Linked DNA regions of Mus musculus: region 1 is linked to region 2. A link is a contact called in public HiChIP or PLAC-seq data. All regions are on one chromosome and are shown on one strand. Each heading gives the region's core, a stretch centred on a gene start, on an enhancer-like site or on the middle of the called end of the contact. The rest is flanking DNA. Distances are from core to core; before and after follow the strand shown.

Region 1 (2,700 bases), core at 67-2,566, 160 kb before region 2:
GTCTGAAAAGCCTAAAGAACTGTGATCATCAACCTGTACATTCAGCCCCTGTTCCTACCTTCCATTCCAGCTCTGAGGAGGCACAGGCCAGTGGATCTCTGTGAGTTTGAGGCCAGCCTGGTCTTTATAGTGAGCTCCAGGTCAGCCAAGTCTATATACAGTAAGACCCTGTCTGAATTTATTTTTTTTAAAGATTTATTTATTTAATATATGTGAGTACACTGTTGCTGTCTTCAGACACACCAGAAGAGGGCATCAGATCCCATTCCAGATGGTTGTGAGCCACCATGTGGTTGCTGGAAGTTGAACTCAGGACCTCTGGAAAAGCAGCCAGTGTTCTTAACTGCTGAGTCATATCTCCAGCCCCTCAATTTTTTTTTAAAGATTTATTTATTTATTATATGTAAGTACACTGTAGCTGTCTTCAGACACTCCAGAAGAGGGCGTCAGATCTTGTTACAGATGGTTGTGAGCCACCATGTGGTTGCTGGGATTTGAACTCCGGACCTTCGGAAGAGCAGTCGGGTGCTCTTACCCACTGAGCCATCTCACCAGCCCTCAATTTTTTTTTTAATTGCACTTATTTATGTGGGTGTTTATAGGTATATATGTCCCACAGAACTTGTATGAAACTCAGAGAACAGCTTGCAGGAATTGATTCTTGTTTCTATAAGTCCTGGAAGACAACTCAGTCTGAGCCATCTTGCCAGTCCCTTTTTATCTGACTCCACTTCTCATATGTGCTGAAGTGTCATTTGGGACCCTCTGAGGTAACCCATCTCCAGTCTCTGAAGAGAAGAAAGGAAGTGCTGTTGTTGCTAAACAAGCCCAAGCTCTCTGGAGGCGCTGAGCATTACTTCTAACACCTGGTCTGTTTTTGACCGCTTGAGAAGTGGCCCAGTCAGATTTGGTAGTTTGTACTTATACTCACAGTGCTCAAGTGGCTGATGCAGGGGAATTTCTGTGAGTTCCATGGCAGACTGGGATAATGAATCAGACCCTATCTCAAGAGAAAAAAAAAAAAAAACAGAAGTAGTCCAGAGGATCTGACACTGTCTCGCTGTTCGACAGTTCTCAGCAATGACCTTAGAGAGGTTCTGCCTCAGAGAAAGGAAGGAAATAACATTTGGGTTTCAGGAAGGAGAGAAGAAAGAGTGAGACAACTCTAGAGTAAGTTGCAGGGGAATTTCAACAGAGAAGCTCGGACTTTAGCAGCCACGGTAAAATTAGTAGGACTAGCTGGAGGTGGGGAAGGAAGTGGCTAAGGTTGGGTAACTTGGGAGTTTCTTATTTCTGTCTAGCATGGTAGGAGGCATTATATGTCCAGCTGGAAGCCTGGCTGTCCCTAGAAAAGCTGGAAGCCTGACTGCCCCTCAAAAGACCTGCTCTTTAGGTGAGCTAGATATTGTTTACTGAAGACAAGTGTGAAAACTGGGAACCTCAGGTGAGCATACCGTGTGTGTGTGTGTGTGTGTGTGTGTGTGTGTGTGTGTGTGTGTGTTGTGCATGGTCTTATTTTCTCGATCCTCTCATTTCTCAGGTAGTCACAATCAGAAAATGTGAGGTGAGGAGAATAGTGGTATATGTATGAGGCCTGAGAATCTTTGTGAGCTAAGACCAGCCTGGCTATATAACAAGACACAGGAGAGAGAAGGGGAAAGGGAGGAAGAAGGGGGAGAGGAAGAGAGGAGGAGAGGAAGAAGGGAAGAAGGAGAAAGGAAAGAAGAGGGGGAAAAGGGAGGGGGATCAAGGAGCACAGGGCTCTTGGCTGGTCTTCAAGATCTGGGAAGTAATTAGGATGGAAGCTGCCAGGTTTATGGGGAGCATCCCACACATATTGAAGGGGCCTGAGGTTTGGAGAAACAAAATTAACACATTTCCAGAAGAGACATTTGATAAGAATTTAGAAAAGAAGTCCAAAAATGTGAAAGGAAAAGGTAGAGAGAACCTACAGGAGATAACAGGGAACTTTGAGATCAAGTGCTTTCCAGCCAAGAATTAAAGTGAGTTCTAGGAGCAGAGCAAGGGAGTTGCTTCAAAGGAAGCAACTGGAGAAGCAAGTTCTCATACCATCTCCCTTTCCTCCTCTCCCTTCAGTCTCCATCATGTGGAACAGCTCAGATGCCAACTTCTCCTGCTACCATGAGTCTGTGTTGGGCTATCGATACTTTGCAATTATCTGGGGCGTGGCAGTGGCTGTGACAGGCACGGTGGGCAATGTGCTCACTCTGCTGGCCTTGGCCATTCGTCCCAAGCTCCGAACCCGCTTCAACCTGCTCATTGCCAACCTCACCCTGGCTGATCTACTCTACTGCACGCTCCTGCAGCCTTTCTCCGTGGACACATACCTCCACCTCCATTGGCGTACCGGCGCGGTCTTCTGTAGAATATTTGGACTCCTCCTCTTTACTTCCAATTCTGTCTCCATCCTCACCCTCTGTCTCATTGCTCTAGGACGCTACCTCCTCATTGCCCACCCTAAGCTCTTTCCCCAGGTTTTCAGTGCCAAGGGGATCGTGCTGGCACTGGTGGGCAGCTGGGTTGTGGGGGTGACCAGCTTTGCCCCCCTCTGGAATGTTTTTGTCTTGGTGCCAGTTGTCTGCACCTGCAGCTTTGACCGCATGCGAGGCCGGCCTTACACCACCATCCTCATGGGCATCTACTTTGTGCTTGGGCTCAGCAGCGTGGGCGTCTTCTACT
Region 2 (2,700 bases), core at 5-2,504:
GATCCTCAAGTCTCCGGGCCCTGCTCGCAGAAGGGATGGCGGAGAGCCCAGAATGGTCCTCTGCGGGGACCTGTGCCAAGCCAGGTTGCCATTTCCATTTTCATTAATTGAAGTGGCGTAATCCTGATCATCTCAGGTCAACAGTTAACTGTTGCTGGCTGGGAGCCTGTGGAGAACTGCCTATGCAGGACGTGCTCTCCTCCCTAACCTTAACCCTTGACCCTAACCTCCACGGTGCTGACTTCTTAGCTAGCTCCCCACCTCACACACATGGCCAACCTCACCTCTTGGGATTCCAGTTTCTATCCTCTCAGGAAGGCCCTCCTGGTGTCTATCTGCTATCCCGCTTGTTGTAATTGGGACTCAATTTTCTTTCTTTGTTCGGTTTAAAAAACATCCTTACAAATGCAGTTGCCTCTTGAAGCTTCCTGTGCTGTGGTTTGGGAGGACAGTATGTCGCTGAACAAAAGGTTTTGTTTTCCAACCCTGAATAGGCAAAGCAAATAGGTGGTGGTCTGGCTGAGTGTAAGAGTGAACACAGGCTTCCCTTCTTACTCAGCTTTGGGGAGGGTCTCTGCCTTACCCTATGAGGGTCATGCTTTGGCATCCTTTCTGCCCATGCTTGGCAGTGTCGCTTTGTGAGTGTCATTACCCCGGGAGAGGTCAGGTGATGTTTTGTCTTGCAGCATGAGTGTGTTAATACACATTTGTGTACTTCTGTGGTTCTAGGGACCATATTTGTTTGCCATTCTTAATCTTCCAGATGGACACTGGTATAAGTGAGTGTAGCCAATTTTTGCTGCTGCTATGTCTTTGTGCGTCTTCAGGATGTGTGTGTGTGTGTTCGTGCGTAGCCTCTTAGTTTTCAGTCTTCATAGGCTGATGTCTTTCTGAGTGTCCTCTGGCCGGGTTCAGAAGGGAGGGAGAGAAGCGTCGGAGGCAAAGGATTGGGCAGGAGGGGGTGCGTGGCAATCTGTGACTCGGAAAACAGACGTGCAGCGCGTGCGGGGCGGAGGCGGGGGCACTCTGGCCCCCAGCTCCTCCGCAATCCAATTAAATAACATTTAAATGCATAACCAGCCCGCGCGCCGATGAGGCTGGAGATTGGAGCGGGCGCGGCGGCGGGCTGCGCGGGCGGCGTTTTGTGGAGCTCAGCGATTCTGGCGGCAATTTCCCCGCGCCGCGCGGCTTTTACGAGCCCGCTCCCGGCGCCCGCCCGCTCCGCTGAGCCCGCCGCCTCCGCCCGCCTCAGTCTGCCTCCGCCCGCGCAGCCCGGCAGCGTGTGGTCCTGCTGCCCGCGCCGCCCCGCCTGTTCCTCTTCGGAGCTGTCCTGGGCTCCTTACTTCCAAAGCCTACCTACCTTAATCCTTTGGACAGAGCGCCCAGCCCTCAGTGCATTGCTGCTTTTCACCTGCTGGCTGCATCCACCTCTGACCTGGACCCCTTTTGGCCTGTGCAATTCCGCTCTATCTCTGGGTCACTGGCTCTGCACAGCTTGTGTTTCTCTCTGCCTCAGTTTACTCTCTTAGGCCTCCTGTGCCCTTTACCTTGAGCCCTTCCCTTTCCTCTTCAAGCCTACATCCTAGCACCAGAGTAAGAGGCTTGAAGGAGAGGCAGAAGGTGGTGGTAACAAGTGCATGGTTGGAAGAGGTGGCTTCTTCTCTGTATCCTTTCAGCATAGAAAGGACCGGCCTGTTCATTCAGGACCATCAGACGGCTCCTGTCCAGAAGTCCTGAGATTGATAGATGTGGGTCCATCAGCCCTGAGGTTAGTATGAAAGGGGCCACTTGCTGAAGAACCAAGAGCAGCCCCACCCCGAGATCCCTGATCTTCTGAAGACAGAATCCCAGGAAGACAGAAAGCAAGACAAGCCATTTCATGTCTTGTGTGGTACCCGACTCCCCTGTTTCATCTTCCCGTTCCCTCCCTTGCATATCTGTGTTCTGCCCCCCAACATATGGAACCTGGCATTTACCATATGCTGACGACCCAGGCAGATTTAGGGAAGATCTTTCCTGGCAGACAAACAGCAAGGGGAAACCCTCCTGCGAGCAGTCTGGCATGCTGGAGGAATGGCATTGAGGCCGGTATGGCTGGAGCAGGGAAAATAAGGAAGGGAATGAGCTGTGGCTTCTAAGAGGTCACAGAAAGCTAATCACGATCATGTGGGGACTAATGAGTCACAGCTAAACTTGCACTTCCACTCTGAATGGACAGGGAGCCATTGGAGAGTCAGGGCCTGAGAGTGATATGCATACTCCCCTTGACTACTCAATGCTGTCATGTTGAGAATGCAGTGGGAAACAAGGACGTCCAAGAGTGCACTGTAGCAGCAAGGAGAGAGTGGGGCCTGGATGAATGTTGCAGAGTCAGCTCGGGGTGGGGGTGGGGGGTGGTTGCGGTGAGTCAGATGGGAACCGTGGAAGCAGCATCATCAAGGAAAAACTAAGAGGTTTTTGTGTTGTTTTGTTTCCTACCAGTGACCAGAACATGGAACTTGTCATTACCTGGTATCATGGAATACCAAGGAGCTGGCATCAGGAGACATGCTTTGGACACATTTAGTGTGAGATGCCTGCTAAAGATCCAAGTAGAGGAGGCTCATGGGTCTTAGTTTCCTGTGAAGACTAGGCTGGCGATAGAGATTTAGGAGTCCTCAGTGATACTGGGTGTGATCCTTCAGGGGTCCAAAGACAAGA

What was found. HiChIP or PLAC-seq counts read pairs in DNA pulled down with a chosen protein or histone mark.
Region 1: a contact with region 2 is called in an H3K4me3 HiChIP or PLAC-seq map of embryonic stem cells, with 12 read pairs. The contact joins the promoter of Gpr84 here to the promoter of D930007P13Rik in region 2. A contact is called at or near these places in 4 of 39 promoter capture datasets (the 3T3-L1 cell line, liver, pre-B cells and 1 more), 1 of 115 datasets of contacts at active chromatin or transcription factors (embryonic stem cells) and 1 of 9 other capture datasets (adipose tissue).

The regions. Positions count from the first base shown.
Region 1 is chr15:103,309,054-103,311,753 of GRCm38.p6, reverse strand. It overlaps Gpr84 (G protein-coupled receptor 84), which reads left to right and starts at 1,316. Exons shown (of 2, transcript NM_030720.2): 1 at 1,316-1,444; 2 at 2,098-2,700. The coding sequence starts at 2,106.
Region 2 is chr15:103,145,382-103,148,081 of GRCm38.p6, reverse strand. It overlaps D930007P13Rik (Riken cDNA D930007P13 gene), which reads left to right and starts at 1,254. Exons shown (of 7, transcript NR_045743.1): 1 at 1,254-1,768; 2 at 2,482-2,567.